4 separate regions of the Mus musculus genome follow, and all the other regions are linked to region 2. A link is a contact called in public Hi-C and HiChIP or PLAC-seq data. All regions are on one chromosome and are shown on one strand. The core of a region is the stretch at or near the end of the contact, and the rest is flanking DNA. Distances in the headings are between cores, read along the strand shown.

Region 1 (6,542 bases), core at 820-3,319, 500 kb before region 2:
AGCGTCAGCTTTTAACATGTTATGGCTGATTTTTAAAGTGTTGCTTCTGAGAGGCATCTGAAAATCCTAACTGTTCAATGTCCTGTTCCAGCCACAATCATCCCTTTGCACCAAGATCCTCGCCTGTCTATCCTTGTTGATTTGGTTTCAGTTCCGGATTTATCTAATGAGACAAAAACAAAAAGTGTAGTCAAATATAAGAAGCAGACCCGATGGCCAGATTTCTATATCCTCTTTGACACAGACACTGACTACCAGAACAAAGTAAGTTTCGAGATCAGACATCTTGGAAGTGGTTGGTAAGGAAGCAGAACCCTAGTGCAATTATTACATGAACGTGATGTATGGAAACCTTCAGAGCATCCTAGCATCATTCCAGTTTGTCTCCCCTGTGGTCTCTGGGCTCCACTTACCACGGTTTTTCATGTTTCCACTGTGGAAAGGAGTTTTTTTCCCTGCGGTTCTTTCATGACTTTGGTTTGCCAAGATGTTGGTTTTCCATTTTCCAGCCCTTCCCTAACCACTTAAATGCATTTTTTTTTGTCCAAATTCACAGTAGAATATAACTATCTCAGCTTGTGTCCGAACTCTGTCCTAACCAGATAAACTATGTCTTAGGAACTAAGTGAAATCAGAAATACACAGGCCCAGCCTGCTCTGGGACTGTGTGAGGAGAAAGTCGGACGACAGGCAGTGAGCTAGATGGTTGGTCTCTCTAGGACATAGTTCAAAATAATACCTTGATTACAAATTAAATATCTGAGTAACCTTTGCATGAAAGTCATGTTATCTATTTTTCTTAGTCTTGTTTCCAACATATGGCAATATTTAATTCCAGTTCTAAACAGAATGAATTGTACAAAGACCATCATTTGACAGTAACCATCAGCTTGCCCAACAATGCAGATAAAAGCTTTTAGTAAGGCTTCTATTTCCAGGTGGAACATGCTAACCATCTTGACGTTTTCATTCACAGATTGTGACTCTGCTGACTATTATTGGTAATTCAGTGGGCTTGGTTAGCGACTACAGCTGCAGGTTTCTGAAATATTGTTACATAGTAGAAAAGGCCAAAGTCATGACTACAAAACTGCCATTCATGACGAACTTGACATCCATCGAGTTTAAAAGAATAATACATAAATTCAGAAGCTACCTAAAGCAAATCGTGACCATGACTATTGAGATACGTATTGGAATTTTTTATGTGAATAGTCTGGATTATCAATTAGCATGCTTACCATATGTTGATGGCATCATACAAATGAGCTACAACCTGTTACAATGTACCATTGAGGAAAAAAGTGCAAATCTATTAGAAGTAAGTCTTTATTTTTTTCCTCTTTTTTGTTGAATTAATTATTAATGAATCCCAGCTTGAAGGGGGGGGGGTCACTTCCCACCTCAAACATTTATGTTCCCAAGTGAGACACACATACACAGCCTTTATATTTTTATATGCCTTAAGCAGCACAATAGCTGGCCTCCACGCTGCGAGAACCTGCCCCAACCTGCAGGACTTGTTTAAACAACAGGATTCTCGAGGGAAGGGAGCTACAACAACAAATTTTGGGATTAGAAGACACAAAAGAAGGATGCAAGACAAAAATTCTGTTCAAGCCTCGTTTACTCAGGGGAGATGGGGGGCTTTTTAAAGCTGAAAACCGCAAACAGAATTTGCTCAGGTACACAGGCCAAACCACAGTGCTAGGTAACACACTAAGGTCAAAGGAATGTCCCCATTGTAAAAGGTCCAGAAAGGAGTGCCCTCATTGTAAAGGGAAAGGAATGCCCCACATTGTAAATGTCCTGAGTCAATTACAAAACGGAAGCAAGATAGTGGAAGAAGCAAAAGAGTGTTAGATAATGGCCCTGGAACAAGATTCCAGAGGCTTCTGGGGCCCCAACAAGAACCTACCTCTGCCAGTAATTCCTAGTTACCACTTATTAATTCTTATGTTCCATCTTGGTTACTCTTCACTCCAATTAGACATCTGGGTGCTCTCCTTGCTTCTCTACCCCATGGCAGACTCTGTCTCTCCTCCCTCCACACTCTCCTAAGCCATCTCCCCTTCCTCTCCTCCCGTCCCAAGCCCAGGAAACGCCAAGCTCTCGCCTCTGTCTGTCCTCCCCAGCTCTCAGCTGCTGCTTTCTTTATTTACCAGTCAGAGCTAACTGAGGGCAGGTTCCCAGAAGCTATGTGCAGACCCTATCGTGCAAACAGTTTTTTGGGGGAGCATAGTTAGCATTCATAATACAAGCAGGTACACCTTTTCATAAGAAAATTTCAGATTAGATTATAACTTGATGATATACAATCAAAAATACATATAAGTATTATACTCAGAAAATCCCAAAGTACTGTGATTACATTTGTTTTTGTGTTTAGTCTTTATCTGTGTATAAGTGCATTTCTGTATGTGAATGTGACACATACATTTGCCATAACATGTGGAGGTCAAAAGGCAAACTTCAGGAGTTGTTTGACACAGTGTCTCTTGTTTGTATCACATAAACCAGATTAGAGGCCCTTGGGCTTCCAGAAATTCTTCTCCACTTGATTTGGCCGTAGGACTCCTGGGATTATAGACATGCATGCTCTTGTGTAGTTTATGGAGATGCAAACTTTGGTCCTCACACTTGCAAGTACTTTACCCAACTCAGTCCCTCCTCAGCACTTACATGTGTGTTTTATTAAATATCACTTCCTTTAGAACTTTCTGTAACTACGTGGAAGACTGCGCCCCATGTCACTGCCCATCTCTTTTTTTTTTTTTTTTTTTTTTTTTTTTTGGCTTTATAACGCACATCATTGTCTGACATCATTGTTCCCCATAGACTCACTAGGCTATGGCTTGTCTGCTTTGTAGAACAAATATGGATCCCAGTATCCTAGCTGTTGCCTGTACCAGCATCCTCCCATAGTACCCAAGACAGGTTTCAAGACCAGAGTTTATGATAACAGCTATCATTTTTTTTTCTTTATCCAGCCAGACTTCCAATACTTCTTAAACCCAAAGTTACAAGCTGCCCATCGACTGTGCCTCTGCAGTATAACTGTGAGAGGATAGCAGCATTCTCACACATACCAAGTCTAATGTTGCATCAAACCTTATCCAAAGTAGCGAACAGAGCTTGAGTGGGCCAGGAATAATTTTCAAGAAAGATGTTAATTGCAAAAGGAGAAGCGCCAGTGGCGTGGAAGCGGAGTTGACAGGCAGGATATTGCAGGCAGGAGTTAATGTAGCTAGATTCAGTTGCACATGACTCCCACGTGCAACAGCAACAGCAACAGAGCTGTCGCCTACACAAGTTAGAACTAATTTCTCTTGTGGGAAGTAGTAGTGCCCACATAGTGACTTGTAGCAGGGACGGTAGGGAGGGCCACCTATATATAAACACCGGGGGCCACGTAGCCACAAAAAAACATCTACAGGAGTACCTAATTTAGGACTGCCTGAGAGACCAAGGATTGGTGGTGCCAGCCAATGCCAGCCAATCAGGAACTGCTGTTTAGAAGAGATGCTTTCTTGGGATGAATGGGGCACTGGTGGAGGGTATTAAAGGAGCTTGCAGCAGTGCTCAGATGAGCTTGCTGTGACATTTCCCACCTGCTCCCAGAGTCTGTGTTGTTGACTCTGTGCTACCTCACCTCCAACCCCCAAGGGCAAGTAGGGCCCAGCAGCAAGTAGTCCAGGGCACAGGCAACAGTCGCTGGGAATACTGGCTGCTTTGAGCTCACAGTGTGCCTTTCCCTAAGCATCTCTAATGTCACATCCTGTTAGACAGCAGGGCAGAAGAAGGCAACATGCCCATTATGGGGCTAGGAAGCTAGGCAATGCAATGCATCAATAGAGTTATCTTTTAAGAGCCTCCTCTTACCATCTCTTAAAGTTATATTCATTCATTTTCCCCCAAATAATGTTTTTATTAATTCCTTGAGAATTTCATACAATTAATTTGATACTTTTCACCCCCTTCCCCAAGTTCTCCCAGATATCCACCCCACATCCCTACTCCACAAATTTATATTTTCTCCTCCCCTCCCTCTTAAATCCGTCAAGGTCCAGTCTGCTTTGCCCAGCAACTCTTGGGAATTAGAGCCTACTCTGGATGGAACCATTAAAGAAAACCGACTTTCCCTCTTCCAAAAGCTAACAAATACTGGTAGCTCCCTAGCTAGGGGTGGGACTTCCTGCCTGCCTACCTCCCCTCTCCATGCTGAGGTGTCCTTAGGCTTGGCCTTGTACAGGCCTGTGCACTCTGTTACAGCCCCTGGGGGATGTAGATGCACCTGCCCTGTTGTGTCCAGAAAACACCGTTTCTCTGAAGTCACCCACTAGCCCTGCCCCCTCACCTCTAAAACTCCAAGCTTTGAGGAAAGGGTTGTGATGGGTGTCCCACATAGTGATCAGCGTTTACAGTTCCTCATGCTTTCCACCGTGACCCTTTGTGGATCTCGGTGTTAACTGCCATCTATTGCAAGGAGAGCTTTCTCTGATGGTCACTGAATTGCAGTTCTGTAACTTAGCACATACCTAATCTTAGACTAATCTGAGACTTGGTTCCTTGTATGCAAAGTAGAGAAAATAACACCTAATCAGTAAACACAATCAAAGAGGACCACTGACTGGAGAGTCTATTGTATAAACGGTCAGGGTGGCCATTCCAGCCTTAAGTATTGTGCATGCCTTATAACACGTATATTACACATGAAATCTACTCAAGCACTTTGAGATCACAATAGAAGGACTGGATCATGCTCGTCTGCTTCATACTTAGGATCCTGTCCAATTTGTATAGCACTGCACATCCAAGTGTATGGCATTGCACTTGTAGACGTCAGCCTTCTGAAATGAAGAGAGTGGTTTCCCAAAATAGTGAAACCATTGCGTACTTACCACTAGTGTGCTAATCCTTGCAGACTTTAGACTCGTTGCTGCACCAACTGGACACTGAGCCCGTGGAACTGGAAGAATTTGTGGAGCATTTGAATTTTTTGGATGACATTTTCTCGAGCTTGACTGAAATAGAAAAGGATTTCTGCACAATTTCTGAGCTGTATTCCATTGTGAGGCATTACCAGATCAATGTGTCAGAAGAGCAGATCGCCATCTACAAAATCATCTTCATGAAGTTCAATCATCTAAAAACATCCATGAAGTTTGTCGCCATGAATAGAGAAACCAGTCTCACTAAATTCAAGAACGGTTTGGAAGCATATATTGTCAGCCTACGAGTGGATGTCAGTAACTTAAAAGATAAGGTAAGTGCTTTTTAAATTTTTTACTATTTTTATAGTTATTTTTATATTTTTAAATTTTTATCTTAGTCTCATGTAATACTGTGCTTTTATATATTCATTTTCTATGGAGTCATAGCTAAATTATGTAATCCAAATATACTTACCCTGTGTGGTGCTGCAAATGAGAAATGTCTTCCATTTGAGCCCTTGTCCCCAGTTGGTAACACTGTTTGGTTACTAAGGTGTGGCCGCACTGGAGGAGGTCCATTCCTGAGGGTGGGCTTTCAGAGTAAATGCCTCACAGACACCCCCACCCCCACCCAACCCCACCTCCGGCTCTGCCCTCTCTGCCTCCTGTCTGCGCTTGAGGGAGTGAGCAGCGCTCAGCTTTCTGCTCTGGCTGCCCTGCCTGATACTTTAGTCATCACTCCCTGCTGTGGCGGGTTTTTATCACCCTGGAACTGTAAACCGGAATAAACTCTTCTTTCTATAAGCTGCTTTGGTCACAGCATTTTATCACAGCATCAGAAAAGAAGCTAAGATACCATGAGATTCACAAATAGAATTTTGATGATTTGTGAAGTCGAATAGGACATAAGATCACATATGTCCTTTTTAGTAATTCTACCAGGAATTTAGCATTTTCTTCATCTCTGAATATGATGAACAGGGCAGCAAAGTTCTTCAACAACTCCATAAAATGGTGGACACACATGAGAGAGAGTGCGCACGTGCACGAACACACACACACACAGTTTTCCTAAAATAGTTCTAGGCATTTGAGTCAAATGGTAATATTCACTTTTCATTCACTTTGTCATGAAAAAAGTGGGTTCTTTACTAAAGATGTTGCCAGTAAAACACCTTTGTATTCTGAATGATCTGGCTGCTTCCCTGATGGTTTAGATAAGAACTCCTCTCCTGCTGGCCGCCAGTACTCCAATACCAAAAGCCAAGGAAATCGTGCAGTCTCTCGAAGCAGAAGCTGAAAGCTTGACTCTAAAAGTGAAAACCTACTCAAACTACCAGAACTACTATGATCAAGCCTATTTCCGTATGAATGCTATCAACACGAACGAGATGAGTCATATAGTGTTGTCAGAAATCTCCGAAATTGAGTGTGACCTGATGCTGAGGAAATTATTATGGGAAGCGCAAGAAGAGTGGGGGAAATATTTCTGGGAATGGAGGAACTGTACTCTCCAAAGCATTGATATCGATTTAGTGAAGAACAACGTCTCCAAGTGGCTGCATATAATCATTGTACTGGAAAAAGGTAATGTGTGCTTCTCCAGGC
Region 2 (6,348 bases), core at 3,338-5,837:
CGAATCCAGAGAGCTTGTGTGTGTGTGTGTGTGTGTGTGTGTGTCCAGCAGGAGGCCAAAGCGGTTTAACTAATTTACTGCTACAGGTATAGGCCAAACAGCTTCAGGTAGTCTTTTATTCCGTGGAAAGGGTTTTTAAGTAACCCTATTCCCTGGATTAATGCAAGGGTAAAATCCAGAAAAACTAAGGTTTAAGCTAGAGGCTGCATATACTCTGTATTCAGTGGTGACGCCTGTACGACTACCAGAATATAATCTACTGAGATTGATAACAATCTTCAGGATTTAATAAGAAGCGGTCAACATGGAGAAAGTTGTACCATAAAGGACTCTGAAAGAGTCAAATGAGTGGTAGTCTTGGGGTAATTTGGGATTTTAAAAGAGAGGTTGAGAGGAGACTATTGAGTTGTCAAGTTGCCAAGACTACTGTCGGGGTGAGCTTGGGAGACGCCGATTAAGAGTTCCAGGAACTCCTCTTTCTACCTTTGCAGAGTACTAACGGTGCCGGGTGGTGTGAACATATTGGTAATGAAATCTGGACCATTATCAGACTGTAGGTACTGGAAAAGCCCAAAGCAAGAAATGAAGTGTCTGTAAGGATGCTGACGACCTCTGAGACACTTTCTTCTTGGTGGGAAATGCCTTTGTCTATCCAGAGAGGGCACTCAGTGGGTATCTGCTTCCTTTGCATGGGTGCATATAAGTAAAATTCGCTTGCCAACTTTCTTCCTGTACTGAGGGAGCGTGGTTTCTCTACGCTGCACACAAGTATAGGGGGAGCAGGTTTAAGCCCCACCCCCCATTGGCCTCCCAAGTAGGGCAGGCTTTAGAGACACATCACAATGTCTAAGGAACACTGTGTCTATGAAGACAGGCTCTATTAGAACTTGGAGGGATTTCGCCCTCAAATATATGGCCCAATAAGAAGGGCTTTCACTGGGAGGATCCAGAGAGCAGCAGTCTGTTTTCTGGGCTTTGTAACTCTGTCTCTGAAGTGATTGTGAAACCCTGGTCTTGGGACCTAGGAGGACGGGATCGGGATTGGGAATTTAGACAGTCTGCGGTAAAGGCTCAGCTGCCTGTTTAGCCTGCTTGGGTGTTCCCATGAGAGATGTCCGAGTGGCCATTTTAGTGGGCTTTGAGATGCATAAGCCCATCTGAATTAGAGTCTGGGTGGCTTCTAGAGTGGTCCGAACCTCAGGAGCATGTTTACCCAAGCTGTTACAGGCAGTAAAGAGGCCCCTTTCTCTCCAGATGGCTACACGGGTGTGGGTTACATAGAAATCACAGGATGAATCTGTGTGAATCTCATTCTTGCTCCAAGCTAGAGGGCTCTGGTGAGGGTAATTAGTTCTGCTCTTGGGGCTGATGTGAAGTCACTTGGAATGATCCAGATTCTATGCTCTTTGTGAAGTTCACTACTGCATACTCTGAATGTCCCTGTCTTATATCCATAAAACAGCTACTATTCATGAACCAGGTAGCCTCAGCTTGGGAAAGTAGAGAGAGGAGCTTGTAGACCTGGGTTAGTGTAGTGGGAAGGATTATTTTCTCTCACAGCCCTTGGGATTAGTGTACCAAGCGCTCTTCGCACCGCTGTGACATCATGGCAGACAAAAGCCACCTAAGGAAGGAAAAGCAGATGGCTCAGTGTGGGGTGGGTGCAGGAGTGTGCGGTGACTGGTCACACTGCTTCCAGTCAGGATGTAGAGAGGTGGATGCTGGTGCTCAGCTCACAGTCTCCTTTTATGGCCCAGGGCCCCAGCCCATGGGATGGAGCCACCACATTTCAGATGGATCTTTCCACGCCAATTAACCTAATCTAGAAACTCTCTCACAAACATAGCCAGTCGTTTGTCTGCTAAATGAAAATCAATATTATAGTAAGGTTTGACTGTAGGGTTGTAAAACGAAAGGGTTTGTAGTAACTTCCGAAGCCTGGTTCTCTTGACTCTGCCTTGGAGAGATAAGCAAGGGGGCTTTGAGGACTCCAACATTTTGATTAAACCCCAACACTATGCCCTTTGACTTGTACAGGTGTGAAAGAGGGAATATTAAGATTTGTTGGAAAAAAAATATTTGCTGGGACCAATCTAAAAGAGGTAGGGTTAGAGGGTGTGAACATGATCAAGGCACATTGTGGACATGTGTGAAGATGTCATAACGAAACTCATTGTTATGTACACTGCTAAAAATGTTTACAAACTCCTCTTCCAAGAAGGCCTTTCTGCTGGACTGTCCTTTGTCTCGTCTCGTTTGTTTCTGCTCTTCAGCGTCCCCATAGCCCCTGCAATATGTCCCTTGTTCTAAGGGAATAGAAGCCTTCTTCTGAAGCTAATCTTATTCACAAGTGACTTTAACCTTCGTAGAGATGACTCAGCTAACCACCCAGCCTCCTGGGAACTTGAGCTGTAAAGCCCTAATGTTTGAGCAGACCTTCAAGCATCCCCCGGGAGGCTGACTTCAGAGTCCCTTTGTTTCACCCCCTTTAAAAAAAATCAAAATAATTGCTATCTATTTAGCCCAGGTACCATGATGGCCTCTTGCTAGGACTGCCATCATTCTTGTTTCTTTCTTCCTTTCTTTTCTTTGCTTATTTCTTTTTTTAAAAAGATTTATTTAGGGGGGCTGGTGAGATGGCTCAGTGGGTAAGAGCACCCGACTGTTCTTTCGAAGATCCGGAGTTCAAATCCCAGCAACCACATGGTGGCTCACAACCATGTGTAAGGAGTGTCTGAAGACAGCTACAGTGTACTTACATATAATAAATAAATAAATCTTAAAAAAAAAGGACTGAAGGTTTGTCCCAGAGACTGCTCAATGTTTAAAAAAAAAAAGATTTATTTATTTATTTATTTATTTATTTATTTATTATGAGTATGCTGTTGCTGTCTTGAGACACACCGGAGGAGGGCATCGGATCTAATTACAGGTGGTTGTAAGGCACCATGTGGTTGCTGGGATTTGAACTCAGGACCTTTGGAAGAGTAGTCGGTGCTCTTAACTGCTGAGGCATCTCTCCAGCCCTGCTTGTTTATTTCTAAGTAGCCCAGTTTGGCCTTGGACTAAATAGCTGGGACTTTCCGCAAACTCATGACATAAAAAAAGAAAAAGAAAGAGCAAAAGAAAAAAAGGAAGGAAGGAAAGAAGGAAGAAAAGAGAAAGAAAATGAATGAAAGGAAAGAAAAGAGAAAAAATGAAAGAAAGAAAAAGAAAGAGAAAGAAGGAAAAAGAAAAGAAGTCGGGCAGGGGTGGCGCACGCCTTTAATCCCAGCACTTGGGAGGCAGAGGCAGGCGGATTTCTGAGTTCAAGGCCAGCCTGGTCTACAGAGAGAGTTCCAGGACAGCCAGGGATACACAGAAAAACCCTGTCTTGAAAAACAAACAAACAAACAAACAAACAAAGAAGAAAGAAAGAAAAAGAAAAGAAAAAGATAGGGAAGAGGAAGGCAAGATGGGGAGGAGAATGTGGCTAAGTTCAGTGGCAGAGACCTTGTCTAGAATGCACAATCCTTAGCACTGAAAACCCAAAACAATACAAGACAAAACAAAACAAAAAACCCAACAAAACTGTTTAAAGCTGATCAATGGGGGCTGGTGAGAGGGCTCAGGGTTAAGAGCACTGACTGCTCTTCCAGAGGTCATGAATGAGTTCAAATCCCAGCAACCACATGGTGGCTCACAACCATCTGTAATGAGAAACAAAAAATAAAAACAACAACAGCAACAACAACAACAAACCTTTGGGCCCGGATTGAGGAGGGGCAGAGCAAGATGGAGAAGGGAAGGGGGAAAAAGCAGCTCAATGGACAGGGGGATGTAATTTTTAGTAAGAGTAAACATTCGTGGGGCCAGGAGTGAAGACAGAGGAAATGAATTACAAGGAGGCATGAAGAAATTTCTAGAGGTGAAAAATACCCCCATATATTGATTATGACATTAGGCAAGTAGGTATATGCTCTGTGGCTGTGTGACGTGTGTGTATATGTATTTTTTTCAGAATCCATGATCGTATATTCTCAAAGCCGATGTTTACTGCACACATAAACTATATACCCCAATAAAATTTCTTTTAAAAGCTGTCCTGTGTCACACTCTGCCTGAGGGAAAGACTCAAATTTCGTATCCTAGCAGATGCCACAGTGTAGCTTCCTTCTCTCTGTGCTTCTTCTCTTCCTCCATTCCCTTGAACACTACTGTTCCTCTTAAGTACACGTACACTGCAGATCTTAAATGTGCCTAGAGGTCTCGCCCTTCTCTACTCCCTATTCAGTTTGTCTCACCTCTGGGAGCCTTGCTCCTTTTTGTTCCACTGACCCGATACAAAAGTCTACCACAGAAAGTTTTTGGTTGCGCGTCCGTTATGTCTCCCCAACTCCTTGATTAGGCTTTGAGTGTGACAGCTGCGCCTTGTCATCACCACGACTGTGACTTGGGTACCAGGTCACAGAGCTCCTTAGTCTTTGGAAAGGCAGCACAGGCACTATCCCCTCCAGCCCTGCAGGCGGCGCTGTGGCAGCCGCCCTCTCCTCTCCCGACCTCTCAGAGCGGAGGCCCCGCCCCCCGACATCACGCCTCCTGCCCATTGGACAGGCGCGCGGCCGAGGCTGGCCAATGGCGTGAGCGCTCGTGAGCCTCCGTCTTTGCGCCGCCGGAGTGCAGCGCTGTGGGCGGTTGCGGGAGAGCGGCGGGCCGCCGGGGCGACAGCGCCGTGACTCGCTTCGCGGCCTTGTTCCTCGCTGCCTGAAGCCACGATGCCTCAGTTCCAGACCTGGGAGGAGTTCAGCCGGGCGGCCGAGAAGCTCTACCTGGCGGACCCCATGAAGGTGAGTCGCTGCAGGGACCGCCCTGGGGCCCGGGGCTTCTCTACCCTTGGCGCGGCCTGAGCACGCCCAGGAAACAGTCGGCCCACCCGGTGCCACTGTCCCTTCGTCTGCTTCCGACTGACCCGGAGACCCAGTGACCCAGCGAGGCGACCCCAGCAGCTACAGGCAGGGCGGTTTCCGCAGCGCCGGACCCCACAGCGGCCTGCACCCGGGGGAGCTCCTAACTTCCGCTCGGGATCTGGTTGGTTTACGTGTCGCTGAGTGGGCTCCTCCCCCTGCACCGTCGCTTTCCTGTCCGTCGCTTAGTTTAGTGCCCCTTTCCTTTCCTACCCAGACCCGAGAGTACCAGCTTATAAAATGGTGCTACTGTACGTCCCAGTTAGGAAGCACCTGCTCTACTTTTTTTTTTTTTTTTTTGGATAGTGGGGATTTTTAGTCTTTTCCTGGACCAGTTGAAACATGGAGACTGTTTGCACTCTCACGTTAGACATAAATGTTTGCAAGCGGTTTCATTCCCCAAAGCAAACTACCCAGTCCCATCTCAGCAGTTCAGAACAAGTTCCGGGAGGGGGACACAAAGGTCAGCTTCATCATTCCTTAAAGGATTGTTGAAGGTATGGTAGACGCATGTTTTATGAATATACACGTTAAGGAAAAAGAAAACAAAAACAAAAAAACCGATGAGCAGCTAACAATCTCAAGAACCCGGGCTCAGTGCATAACACGAACTCTGTGTGTGTGTGTGTGTATCATAATGAGACTGCAGAGACACTCAGCATGCAGAACTCACTTAAGGATGGAAAGAGGGAATCTACTCCTTAAATTTGCCCTCTGACCACACATCTCTCACACTAACATGTACACACACAGACACACACATGTAAGTAAAAATCAAAAATATATTGGTACTGGCAGCTTGCGGTGGCAGTACTTACTACAGGATTTTACAGGGAGCATCTTTTACTTTTGGTTGTGAGCATAGCCTTTAGCAGCTAAGCCATCTCTCCAAGCCCACAGGAAGCATCTTTTAAGAAGGTCAGTCCATTAATTCTTACGTATGTCAGTGTTTGCTTGTGCACATGGGGTGCCTGCCCTGCTGGGGTCAGAAGAGGGCATTGAATCCCCGGGAAATGGAGTTAGGCATGGGTGTGAGCCACCTTGTGGGTGCTGGGAGCCAAATCTGTGTCTACCTGCATTAGAACCACAGGAAGACCAGAGTAGACAGTAGAACATTCGGAACCATCCTTGTGTATTTTTAAGCTCCTATCTTCTCATGCGTCCTAGATGGGCCTCATTAATGTCCTGTGGAGATGAGAGTGATCTTGAACTCTGGGTGTTAGCTCCCCCGGCCCTTCTTTTTATTTCTCAGGAACTCAGAGATCCGCCTGCCTCTGCCTCCCGAGTGCTGGGATTAAAGGCGTGTGCCACCACACCCGGCTGCAGGCTCCCTTTTTAAGGCAACATTTAAAACTAATGATCTTATTAAAGTGATAATAAATGGCTAGGTAGATTAGGTATTTTT
Region 3 (5,718 bases), core at 1,629-4,128, 340 kb before region 2:
AATCATCAGGAGCAGGAGAATCATCTTGGGGTTCATCTTGCTCTTTCATGGTCCTTGTCAGTCGCGTCGGGACCCAAAGTGAATTTTCTTCACCCTGTGGAAAAAAACACAAATAGCTCCCTGGGATCTGATTAATATGGGATCCGGGTCATACCATTTATTATCAAGGACATTTTTCCATTTGACCATTTCATTGGGCGATTGAGGCCATTTTCCATGCCTTTCAGCTGGCGACCTCCCAGCATCATCCAATTTTAAGAAATTAAGAGTAAATAATTGCAAGGGATAGAGCCATCTTTGGTGTCATGGCCTCTATTCCCCCTCTTTGTTTTTGCAAATATTGTTTCAAAGTACGATGAGCTCTTTCAGTGATGCCTTGGCCCTGTGGATTATAGGGCAATCCAGTAACATGTTTCAATTGCATTTGTTTGCAAAATTGACTAAATTTAGAAGAGGTATATGCAGGACCATTGCCTGTCTTCAGCACTAGGGGCTTGCCCCATGCGGCCCAAGCCTCTAAGCAGTGGGATATGACATGAACTGCTTTTTTCCCGTCAAGGGAGAGGCGTATAGGACATCAGAGCTGGTATCGATGGACACATGTACATACTGTAATTTACCAAAAGCTGGGATATGTGTCACATCTATCTGCCAAACATCTAGGGGTCGCAATCCGTGAGGATTAACACCCACGAAAGGTGCATTAATAAATTCTACACATTTACCACACTGTAGGACAATATCTCGAGCTTTTGTTTGTGAGAGCTTAAATCTCTGTCACAGTTTAGAAGCAGGGACATGATAAAGTTGATGAAAATTCTTAGCACCTTCTATAGAACTTTGTGATAGGAAAACCATATCTCTGGTGGCTGAATCAGCAATTGCATTTCCCTTAACCATAGGTTTAGGTAAAGATATATGTGCTCTAATATGTTGAATATAAAAGAGATGCTCACGCATCAAAATACAATCTTGTATTTTCATCAAAATTTTAGATACTGAACTAGACTGCTTAAAATTTCTGGCAGTCTCTAATACTAATACAGCATTAACTACATAAACAGAATCAGAGATAATATTTATGGGCATAAGAAACCTTTTTAAAAAAAAAACCTTTAAAACCACCAAACATTCCACTAATTGAGGGGCTCCTGGTGTAAATTGCAACCTTACAGCTTTTCCATTAATCATATAACTTCCAATTCCTGTTTTGAATCCATCTGTATAAATATCAATAGCTCTCTTTATAGGGGTATTAGCCGTTACCTTTGGAAAGATCACTGGATGCAATAGCATAAAATGTCAAAATTTTTTTAAGGAGGGGAAACCATTTCTAACTGGTTGCAAAGCCTTTCCCACATATAACTGACATATTGCAGGGCCACCCGCCATTCCTTGGGGCAATACCCGCCATTGATACCTTTTATCAGGCTCCATGTGATTAATAGAAGGCAAGGGAAATGCAAATCTAGGTTTATCTTTCCCACTTAATGGAATGGAGAAGAAACAATCCTCAACATCCACCACTATAATTCTCCAATCCTTAGGTAGAGCTGAGAGTAGAGGGAGTCCTCTTTGTACAGGACACATAACTTGCGTTAATGGCTCTTAGGTCATGTAACAATCTCCATATACCTGACTTTTTCTTTACAACAAAAATGGGGGTATTCCAGGGTGATTGAGTGGGTTCCACATGTCCCAGGTCTAATTGTTCTTGTACTAATTCTTTAGCTGCTTTTAACTTCTCAGAGGGTAAAGGCCACTGAGGCACCCACACCGTGTCCTCCGTACACCATGGAATGGGCAAAGGCTCCTCAGCAGCCCCTAGAAAAAAACCCAGCTCTTTTTTATCTTCCTTTTCTGTGGCTTTAACTGGTGAAATTCTACCTTGTAAGTTCTTTCCAAGACCTAGTCCAGGTATATATCCCCTTCCTTTCATCATTTCCTTGCTTTTCTGAGAGTAATCATTAGTCAGTATAAAGTTGAAAAAGCCCTGTCCTTCCTTCTTTATCTTTCCATTGTAAGGATATTGCACTTATAGTTAGGGTAGCCTCATATCCTAATTCTTGTAAACTATGTGATGATTGATTAACAGGCCACCAGTTACTGGATACAATGCTTTTATCAGCTCCTGTGTCCATTATACCTTGAAAGGTTTTTCCTTCTATTTGTAATTGTAAAGTGGGACGATTATCCAAATCTAAAGATATGTAGGCCACATTAGTTCCTGTAGAACCAAGTCCCTTATCCCCTCTGGGATTCTGGCTACTAGAGAACATGTTATGCAAACTAGGAGGAATCAACAACTGAGCAATGCGATCTCCAGGAGAAATGGCCACAATACCTCGGGGTGCAGAACACATAATCTTAACTTGTCCCTCATAATCTGAGTCTATAACTCTGGGATGTATTACCAATCCTTTCAAAGCAGAAGAGGACCTACCCAACTACTAGTAGGCCCACTGTATCCTTTGGTAAGGGACCTCTAAAATCTGAGGGAATAGGTTGGCACCCCATTTGTGGTGTAAGAATTACTCTGGGGTTGGCACAGATGTCCAATCCTGCTGAACCCAGAGTGGCTCTCCTTGGTCTTTGGGTAAGGTGGTCACCACCAAATGGGAAATTCCCATCCTGCCTTTTTATCTAACTGTGCCTGACCACGACTGAGATCCAGTCAGCAGTTCCACCGGTGGAAGCAGAACACAACCAAAAGAAAAAGCACAAGCCCCGTGAAAACATACAAAAAGGCCTCTCACGCTGGAGAAAATTCAAGACCTAACATACCTTACAGAGCCCACCGTGTCCTGCAGTTCTGAACTCGCCCCACGAATGGAGGGTCTCCCTTTGCGCCGGCGATAGTATGTCGTTCCCGGGTTCTCGGTGCCAAATGTCCCGTGCTATTGTCCTCGCCCGCAAGAACGCGCACAGAACACAGGGTTCTTCTGCAGCAATTCTTTATTGCATATTGATGAGGAAGACAAAGAGCCTCAGAAAGGTGCTGCTTATACACACCCTGGCGTGGTGTGTCCACACCTGACTGGTCACTTACCCACGATCTCATAGACACGCCCCGGGGTGGGCTTATGACTTGGCGCGCATTACTCTTGCACATGCGCACACAGCTTGTTCTTTGTTTAGGTGGCATAAGGCACTGTGGAAGCCGGCGCCATCTTGTGATGGCAAATGTTATCGCTGCTCTCCACATATATGTACTACATTAAACACAAAGTTCCCAATACTTGACTTTTTTTTCTTTTCTTTTCTTTTCTTTTCTTTTTTTTTTTTTTTTTTTTTTTGCTTTGGAAAATAGCCACTTCCCATGGTTCTGCCTAGTCCACTCTCAGTCACAGATTCAGATTTGCCGCTCTTGCAGAGACAATGAACTTGCTCAGAACATATTTTGTGATCATTCTGTAAAAATGTGTCACATAAGTGGTTTGCGTATGAGGCAGTCTGTGCTTACTACATATGTACTGTGTGTGTGCCCAACATGGCTCACATGTCCGCAGCTCTCTTCAGACCTGTATTCTGTCCCACTTAAACTTACAGACTGGGCCACTGGCTTTTGTCTTATGAATGGAAGGATTATGTGTCTTCCAGTTGGGTTGTCTTTTGAGTCTTCCAACTCCAAACAATATGAGTTCTTCTTGCTCTAGACAAGAACAGCAGAATGGGGGGGGGGAATCCTTTTGCAGGGCAAGAGGGCAGAATGTTGACTTGTGCAGCTAAAGCAAGCTCTTTCACTGAGTTTGGAAGAGCTGTGTAGGGGCCACAAGGTAGCTGGAGATGGGAGTGAGGTGGTAGGGGTGAGAAGACCCACCAGTGATCAGAAGACCCCCTCCCCAAGAGCACACCAGGAAGTTCTGGCTGGAGGACTGGTTTCCTTTTTACCTCTGAAGAGAGCTTCCCTCCCCCAGTGGATTTTAAACTAACCTTGGCTTCCCTTTTCTTTTTCAGATTAAAATTCTTCGACCAGACCGTTTAGAAAATTCAATTAAGAAATTTATAACTGAAAAAATGGGAGGTGAATATATCCCTGACACTACAGTTAATCTGAAAGAGTCGTTTAGCGAGTCTACTGCTCAAACTCCACTGATCCTCACCCACTCCTACGGTGAGCTGGGGAGGGACGGGACGCTACCTCACAGTCCTGGCATCTCATAAACTGAAGGCTTCTGCTCCCTCCGAAATCCCAGCACTCATGAAGTGGGGGACAAAAAGATCCTAAGTTCAAAGTCACCCTCAGCTTTGAGGTGTTATAGGCTGGCCAATGCTACATGACCCTACCTGGAAAAACAGCACCCCCTCCCCCAAAAGGGGGGATGTGGAGGAGTAAACTCTGTGCCCGGTTCTATGTTCAAAGCTTCCCGTCTTTCTAACATATCTGAAAAGGGACTTAAACTTGAAACTGTATTAAGGATAAGTCCTTCTAAAAATAGAAAAGAATCGAGATTACAAAATGTGCTAGAGCTAATGAATTTTCTTATAGAAACTATCTCCAAGCATGTGGGATTCTTCTGAAGGCTAGGATCACCCCTTAACTATTTGAACTGCTCCCCTTCACAGTGATCTTTAACTCAATTCTGTAGTACAGCATGTTTCTTAGGGTCGCATCGATCTGGTCCCGAGCCACAATCTTTGGCTCACAATGAACTGGTTTTCTGGTTTCTATTTTAAAAGATGCAGGGGGTGACTATGGGAAATAGGTTGTGTGTCCCCCTAACTCCCCACCTCGGTTGCTTGCCTCTGCCCTGCAGGCCTTCGGAGAGCCTTCCTTCAGTTTTCTTCAGGTCTTCACAAACTGCAAATCAGGGCACTCTGGAGTTTCCCCTCACCCCAGAGGCCTCCTCACCTGACCGTGATGCACCAGGCTATATGACAGCCACCTGTAAAGATGCCAGGCTGCTCATTGGGAACTTCCCCCACGATGGCAGCTGCCCACTAGCCATCCCCCCACCCCACCCCTCGCCCAATTCAACAAGAGATACACTCCTCTCTCTGTGAGCTAGCTGAGCTTTTACCACACATTTTCCTAAGACACTTTTGCTGCCCAAACCTGTGCATACAATTTGCACGCTCGTATCTAGTTTCAAGAATAGCTTAAAAAAAAAAAAAAAAAAAGCATGATGTTGTAGCTGTGTTAAGCAGGCACTGTGAGCATTCGTGGTGTGCATCACCAGAGGGCGAAGGGACATGCAGATACAGGTGTCACAACCAGTCACTAGTCCCTCCGCTCCTGAGCTGCTACCATTCCCAGATGTTGGGAAATTTGCATCACAGGCCAGCAAGCAACAGAGACAAACTTGAACTGTAGACTTTAATTTTAAAACCTGAACTACTCTCCTACAACAACACCTCCTCTCACCAGCCCACAGCAAGTGCAGGATTGCATTTACGGAGGAAATTAAGTGCGCTTCATGTCGCTCTCCATATTGTTGTGCAGGGATTGACCTCAACAATCTTCTCCTGAGATTTGCAGAAGAGTTCAAAGGAACGACCCCGAAGGTGACCATGATTTCCCTGGGCCCAGACCAAGAAAACAAAGCAGAGGAAATCATTTTTAAGGCAGTGAGAAAAGCGCATCAGTGGGTCTTCCTGCAGAACTGCCACCTCGCGGAATCCTTCATGCCAAGGCTCACTGCCATCATAGACTCGTAAGTTCCGTGTCTGTCCATTTGGGAGCAGAGTGATCATCCACACTGTGAGGTCACACTGCGA
Region 4 (6,265 bases), core at 53-2,552, 260 kb before region 2:
CTTCAGATGACAAATTGACATTGTCATGCATAAATATAGATTGCATCACATTTGTCTGTCTGTTTCTTGTGTGTGTATGTGTGTGTGTATCAGAGTGTATGTGTGTGCATGTGTCAGTGTATATGTGTATGTATATATGTGTATGTGCATGTGTGTGTCAGTGTGTGTGTGTGTGTGTGTGATCACACCCAAGGATCACACAGGGATCACACCCGAGGCTTATGCTCCAACACTAGGGCTGATGAACCCATTTCAAAGGTCTAACACAGAGGCTCTCAACCTGTGGGTTGTGACTCCCTGGTGGGAGGGCTCGAATGATCCTTGTACAAGGGTTACCTAAGAACCCTGGAAAACACAGATTTACGTACTTTTTGCCTGGGACCCCTGCTCCGCCCTGCACAAGCTCTTCATCCATCAACCCAGCCCACACATTGAACACCCCTTTCCTCCTGCTAGAAGAAAACTCCAGGGTAACAGGTCATTACTCCTCATCGCAGTGTTCAGACAACCCACCCAAGAGTGCCCACCCAAGGGCTCAGTTTTTGATCATATATAGGCATAATCCCAGCCCCTAACTGACAGGCCATCACTCCTTACCTAAGTTCTATAAAACCCCCTTGCTTTATACGGGATGCGTGACTCCATTGCCCTTCTGTGAAGTCAGTGAATCCTCCTGAGAGCTGCCTCCTAATAAACCTGCCTTTATCTACTTTTAATCTGGTCTAATCTAGCCTATACTGCATCACTGAGGAAGAGAGAAAGGAATTCAATTACGATTCATAGCAGTAGCAAAGTTACAGTTATGAAGTAGCAACAAAAATGGTTTTGTGGGGCTGACAAGATGGCTCAGCAGTTAACACTGACTGCTCTTCTGAAAGTCCTGAGTTCAATTACCAGCAACCACATGGTGGCTCACAACCATCTGTAAAGGAATCTGATTCCCTTTTCTGGTGTGCGTACACACACACACACACACACACACACACACACACACACACACACTTGTATGGTTGGGGGTCACTACGACATGAGGAAGAGTATTATAGGGTCACAGCATTACAAAGGTTGAGAAGCACGGCTCTAGAAGGTGTGAACCCAGCTAGCCTGCCTCTCCTTACAGCCATTCCTTGTAACGCTGGGTTGTTTGGCAGAAAGCAGGGCTGGGGTGTGGCCTTAGTATTGTTTGGACCTGAGTTTGACCTCACATCCTGAAGCAAGTGGCAGTTGCTGCCCAGCACGGGAGCAGGAAGTGGGTGGGGCTTGCTCCACATGGTGGTTCTTGAGAGAAGAAACAGAAGTCATAACCTCTGCGGTTTGGTTTGTGTTGCAATACGAGCATCAGGAAGCTGCTCTTACAGAGCCTGATGTGTAAAGTTAAGGGCAGATAGAGCCCTGACTGGTGGAGGGGAGGCCCTCCATCCTCCATAGGAACTGTCCAGGCCCTGATAGCTGGAAAAACCATTAAATTTCAGGAAATTTCCCCCAAACATAACTCGGTCCTTAAAACGGAACAGTCAGCCGGGCGTGGTGGTGCACGCCTTTAATCCCAGCACTCGGGAGGCAGAGGCAGGTGGATTTCTGAGTTTGAGGCCAGCCTGGTCTACAGAGTGAGTTCCAGGACAGCCAGGGCTATACAGAGAAACCCTGTCTCGAAAAAAAAACAAAAACAAAACAAACCAAAACAAAACAGGAACAGTCAGAGAATATTTGCAACAATGTAATTTGATCAGCCAGGCCTGATCCCAGCACTTGAGAGGCTGCCTCAAGAGGATTGCTGTGAGTTTGGGACCAACCTGCCTACAACTTGAAATCCTGTCTCAAAAACAAACCACAACAAAAAAGAAAAACCAAAACTACAAAGAACAACAAAACAAATGACACTTGGTTACCCCCCCCCCCCAGGGTCTCACATAGTCTAGGCCAACCTTGAATGACCTTGGATTTCCAATCCTCCTGCCTCCACCTCAGAGGGTTGAGATTACAGGTGTGACTGATCATACTTGGTTTATTCTCTGCTGATGATCTGAGCCCAGGTTCTGTGATTGCAAGATACAGACTCTACCAACACAGCTATGTCCCCAACTCTAGTTAGGGTGCCTTATTCTTAAAGATAAGCAGCTTTAAGATGGGTGTGGTAGCACATGCCAGTACTTGGGAGGCGGAGGCAGGAGGCCAGCCTGGTCTACAGAGAGAGAGTGCAGGGCATCCAGGGATACACAGAAAAACCCTGTCTCAAAAAAAAACAGAAGAAAAAACAAACAAACAAAAACAAAGCAGCCCCTCCCCCCAGGGGTTTACCTTGACTGAAAAACAGCACCCATCAGTAGTGTTACCCAATTTGGGGTTCACAGCTTGTGTACCAACAAAACAGGTTCAGCTAGCCTCTCTCCATAAGACAACTAAAAGAGCCAGACTCACAGTAAAATGTAGAAAAAAAGAGATGTGACCACGTTGAGAAGGACAAAGATGGACTCCCTCTCCCATGTCCATCTTGGGGTCCTGCTTAAAAAGAAGGCAAGGTTCTGCCTAAGTCATCAGTAAGGCATAGTCCTGCCCACCACCAGCTCTGCGTAAACTTCAATACTGTCATGAAAGGTGACCACTTGGGTTGGTCGCTTTCCCCTCTCCCAGCATGACATTCCCAAGGAGGAGAGCTTCCTATCTTTGAGGTCCATGGTTTCCAGAGTTTCTGTAGGACATCTTCATCACTGTTGTGTCAGTTACACTGTGGGGATGGAAGGGGAGAGACACAGACATGATGGGTGTTCTATCTGCCCCTTCTCTGGGTCTCAGGGCAGTTGGCAAGTAGGGAGCCCTGACTCTTGTCCACATTCTAACCCCTTTGTCTGCATCTATGGACCGATTGGTTTTGAAAATCCACCCAGCAATCTGGGAGAGATGGGAGTTGCCATCTGAAGGACTTGGCCAGACCATACTGTTTACAAGATAGCAAAAAAAAAAAAAGTCCCTGGTAGGGATGGATATATGCAGACTGCAGACAGAAACCCTTGGAGTTCAGTGGGGTGGAGCCTCCAATCTACAACCCTGTGATGGTCACCTCAGAAGTGTCCTGAGCATCCAGGTAGGGTGAAAATTGTCAAGACCATCAAGGGTCCTCCCTCCTCCCTACAGCTCCCGAAGTTCCTGCCCCTGCCAACCATCTGGCTTAGCCAGTGAACATGGCTGGAGCTAGGGCCGGAAAAGATCTTCCACAGAAAAGATGCCTGAAGATCCGCCCTTGGAGATTGTTAACCATTAACAAAATTCCCTGGCATGGTACCTCCCCAGGGTGCAGAGTGGTGTGGGCGAGCCCTCTAAGAAGCTCGGGGAAGCCTGCTGTAAACTGGCGCCACAGAACAGGCCAAGGCTGCCTCTGAAAGCCCTTTTCAGGCCGCAGGGTTCCCCAGGGTGAACTTCACAGTCGCTTTGATCTTAATTAGCATTGTAGGATACGAAAATCTAAAGCCACACTCTTCTAAGGGGCTAACCCAGGGCCCAGAGACAGATGGTGCCAAGAGATGGAGTTTCAGGGGTTGGGACAGGCCAGCCATAATGCTGAGTCTGGCGAGTGACAATAAATACGAGGCCAGCCTTACCTCTACAGTTTGCATTAATGAACAAGCATAGGGTTATACGGGCAGTGAATATGTCCACAGAGACTCCTCATTCCTCAACTTGCTATGAGAGGGAATTCCTACGGGAAACTGTGTGCGGGCGCTGGTGAGCATGTCCCAGCCCGGCCTGAAGAGTCCCTACTCTTTCCCATGTTGTTACCCTCCCAGACTCCTGTTTTAATATATTTGTGTATCTATTGTAGGGGTAAAGGTGGGATGCTGGCCACAGTCGGCAAGTGGAGACCAAAGCACAACACTCAGGAATCAGTTCTCTTTTTCCATCATCTGGGTCCCAGGGATCAAATTCAGGTTGGCAGGGATGGTAGCCAGCGCCTTGGCTTAATATCTGGCCAACCTGATTCTTGTTTGGATAGACACCGGGGCTCGTGCTCCCCGGAGTAGCTCACCCTGCTGGAGCGTCTGAGGAAACGCCCCTTCCCAGGCAGGATGATGCTACAAAGGACATCAAACACCACTGAGAGAAAAAGGAACAGGGCAACCTGTGCCTACCCTCTGCAGAGGAAAAGGAAAAGCAGAGACTCCTGGCGCTTTTTCATTCAGGAACCTTCTCCTTGTGCCAGATACCACTAGAGTCTAGCCATAGTGCAGTGGGAGAAATGTGGCACAGTGGGGCTGTACTCCGACCTGAATGAAGCCAGGGGTCCCAGAGAAGGACAGGAAGAGCCATAGCTGCTATCCCTAGGAGAAGCCCCTGAAAAACGAGCCCAGAATGAGCTTCATCTGTGGTATTAGAGAGCAAGCACCCTCGTCTCCCCTCTCCCGCCCCCACTTCTCCCTTTCCATCCCAATGCCCTCTCCTACTCCATCCCTAAACACCTGCCTGCGGCTGGACTCCCTGGGATCTCAAACCCAAAATAGTGGCCAATTCAGAGTTGAACACAGATCTCAGTGAGGCAGGGGTGTTCACAACTGGTCAGCCTGACCCTCTTCCTCTGATGCAATGATTCTGAACCCCAGTAAGTGGGCTTTGTTCCCGGAACAATCAGCATTGGAAACATCATGGGGGGGGGGGTGACCCTACTCCCGGCACTGTTGGCCCCAGCTCTGGGAACTCATGATAGAGTTCACACAAGTGTCTCTAGGACAACGTTCTTCAGCCACCCGGGTTCAATGGAAACATTCATCCTTCCCAGACACCCACCTCTGGGCTTTTTGTCAATTTAATGGGGACAGTATTTATCCTTCCTTTTGTTTGTTTGCTTTTGTTTTTTGTTTTGTCAGTTTTTGGGTGTGTTTGTTTGATTGATTGTTTTTGGGGACAGGGTTTCTCTGCGTAGCCCTGGCTGTCCTAGAACTCACTCTGTAGACCAGGCTGGCCTCGAACTCAGAGATCCACTGGCCTTCACATCTTGCTCAAACAAGAATGTTTAGGTTGAGATCTGAACTTCTGCAGACAAGGTTCAGCCTGAGGGACCTTTGTTCGGTGGCCCTCGCACAGTGGCCTGTGAGTCTCCCAGGCCACTGTCAGCCCAGTGTAAACTCAGCCTGGAGATTGCCCATCACTGTGGGGGTCCCAAAGCCTCCTGCTCTGGTATTGACTAAAACCTTGGTTGTGACCTAGCAGTATATAGGGCCCTGCAACCTAACAATATATGGGCCTCTTTCCCTCCTGACCTTCCTGACCGACTCTCAAGGTCAGACTTGCTGACACCTTGTCTCAGAGCCTTGCACTTCTTCCCTCTGCTGCTCTGCCTGCCTCTCCTTTGCTGAGATTTTAGGATAAGAGATGTCAGAGTGGATGCCAGCTGCCCATTCTGACAAATTCCTCTGCCTTCACACCTTTCCATACGGCTGTCCCCTCTGGCACCTTGGGCTCCCCTAGGAGTTGTTACGTAACATTTTCCTTAAACAGAAAGGCAAACAATTCAAAGGCCACCTGCTTCTAGCACCCAACCCCACACCTGCTAGGCTCACAGGGTAGGGCAGAGTCTATCCTTCCCTCCCAGAATCTGCACGCTAGCATGGGAAATGGGGCTGGGGTTTATATAGATACAGATACAGATATATAGATATATAGGCTCGCTCACACACACCTTTCTTCTGTCTCCCAGTCTACAGAGCTCCTGGGGAGTTGAGGCAGGGGTGGGGATGAGGTCTGTGGAGCTTGGCTACTCTGCCAGGGCCCCACCCCCACCCCCACCGCTGCAAACCCTGCAGTGTGGGTGCTCTTGCTGTTCTGAGGTCAGAGCTATCAGGCTCAGACTGGTTCATACTGCAGAGCCGGGCCTCAGTTTGTGTTCTCCTCACAGTTTGGCTCCTTTGAGCCTCTCAGAGCTCAAGGGCCATGGTCTGAGAATGAGATGTGCTAGGGAACTCAGCAGAACAGCTGGCCACTGATGGAGTCAGAGGGTGGGCATAGACTACACCAAGAGAGCCAGAGCCAGGCAAAAGCCAGCAGGCGCCGGGACTGTGAGGATCAGAGAAGTCAGGATCTGTACAACTAAGGTCAGGACCAGGCTGGGGACAGGTTCTCTACACCCTTGCCACACTCCAGGTGTGTCAAAGGTGTGTCTCCCAGAGGCGGTGCTGTCTCTAATGCTGCCTGTCCGGCCTTCAGCAGCAAGCTTCAGTTCCCCTCCTGGGGTATTGCCACAGCCACCCAGTCACCCTTTCTCATCTGTGTACGAGAA

What was found. Hi-C and Micro-C count contacts between places; a contact is called where the count stands out from the background. HiChIP or PLAC-seq counts read pairs in DNA pulled down with a chosen protein or histone mark.
Region 1: a Hi-C map of embryonic stem cells shows a contact between it and region 2, with 2.6 times the contacts expected there. The contact joins the enhancer-like site here to the promoter of Srp9 in region 2. A contact is called at or near these places in 2 of 39 promoter capture datasets (embryonic stem cells and stem cell-derived epiblast-like cells), 1 of 15 datasets of contacts at CTCF or cohesin (large pre-B cells), 7 of 484 Hi-C or Micro-C datasets (the Ba/F3 cell line, the HL-1 cell line, embryonic stem cells and 2 more) and 2 of 115 datasets of contacts at active chromatin or transcription factors (extraembryonic endoderm stem cells and large pre-B cells).
Region 3: a contact with region 2 is called in a Hi-C map of the N1E-115 cell line, with 5 times the contacts expected there. The contact joins the enhancer-like site here to the promoter of Srp9 in region 2. A contact is called at or near these places in 2 of 39 promoter capture datasets (both in embryonic stem cells), 2 of 484 Hi-C or Micro-C datasets (the N1E-115 cell line and tail fibroblasts), 2 of 115 datasets of contacts at active chromatin or transcription factors (embryonic stem cells and stem cell-derived neural progenitor cells) and 1 of 9 other capture datasets (macrophages).
Region 4: an H3K27ac HiChIP or PLAC-seq map of embryonic stem cells shows a contact between it and region 2, with 16 read pairs. The contact joins the enhancer-like site here to the promoter of Srp9 in region 2. A contact is called at or near these places in 5 of 39 promoter capture datasets (hematopoietic stem and progenitor cells, hippocampal neurons, liver and 1 more), 2 of 15 datasets of contacts at CTCF or cohesin (CD8 T cells and the NIH/3T3 cell line), 4 of 484 Hi-C or Micro-C datasets (B cells, the G1E-ER4 cell line, bone marrow-derived macrophages and 1 more), 30 of 115 datasets of contacts at active chromatin or transcription factors (the 230-238 cell line, CD8 T cells, the SCID.adh cell line and 22 more) and 3 of 9 other capture datasets (adipose tissue, liver and pancreatic islet).

The regions. Positions count from the first base shown.
Region 1 is chr1:181,621,717-181,628,258 of GRCm38.p6, forward strand. It overlaps Dnah14 (dynein, axonemal, heavy chain 14), which reads left to right. Exons shown (of 87, transcript NM_001377039.1): 17 at 92-264; 18 at 977-1,321; 19 at 4,925-5,266; 20 at 6,152-6,521. Gm33612 (a long non-coding RNA gene) reads right to left here and starts at 5,519. Exons shown (of 3, transcript XR_373757.4): 1 at 5,410-5,519; 2 at 4,902-5,024; 3 at 1-163. Within about 2 kb of position 2,070, at least 36 of the 459 cell types and tissues checked have an H3K27ac peak or open chromatin away from gene starts, as enhancers often do. A contact at or near this core is called in embryonic stem cells and extraembryonic endoderm stem cells, where this site is marked.
Region 2 is chr1:182,120,150-182,126,497 of GRCm38.p6, forward strand. It overlaps Srp9 (signal recognition particle 9), which reads left to right and starts at 4,588. Exons shown (of 3, transcript NM_012058.3): 1 at 4,588-4,826. The coding sequence starts at 4,755. It overlaps Gm33725 (a long non-coding RNA gene), which reads right to left and starts at 4,617. Exons shown (of 3, transcript XR_373761.4): 1 at 4,284-4,617.
Region 3 is chr1:181,779,598-181,785,315 of GRCm38.p6, forward strand. It overlaps Dnah14 (dynein, axonemal, heavy chain 14), which reads left to right. Exons shown (of 87, transcript NM_001377039.1): 75 at 3,958-4,114; 76 at 5,444-5,654. Among named protein-coding and RNA genes, the nearest start is that of Lbr, 60 kb to the right of the region's middle. Within about 2 kb of position 2,879, at least 1 of the 459 cell types and tissues checked has an H3K27ac peak or open chromatin away from gene starts, as enhancers often do. A contact at or near this core is called in the N1E-115 cell line, where this site is marked.
Region 4 is chr1:181,859,594-181,865,858 of GRCm38.p6, forward strand. No RefSeq gene overlaps it. Among named protein-coding and RNA genes, the nearest start is that of Gm33669, 16 kb to the right of the region's middle. Within about 2 kb of position 1,303, at least 164 of the 459 cell types and tissues checked have an H3K27ac peak or open chromatin away from gene starts, as enhancers often do. A contact at or near this core is called in B cells, CD8 T cells, the G1E-ER4 cell line and 13 more, where this site is marked.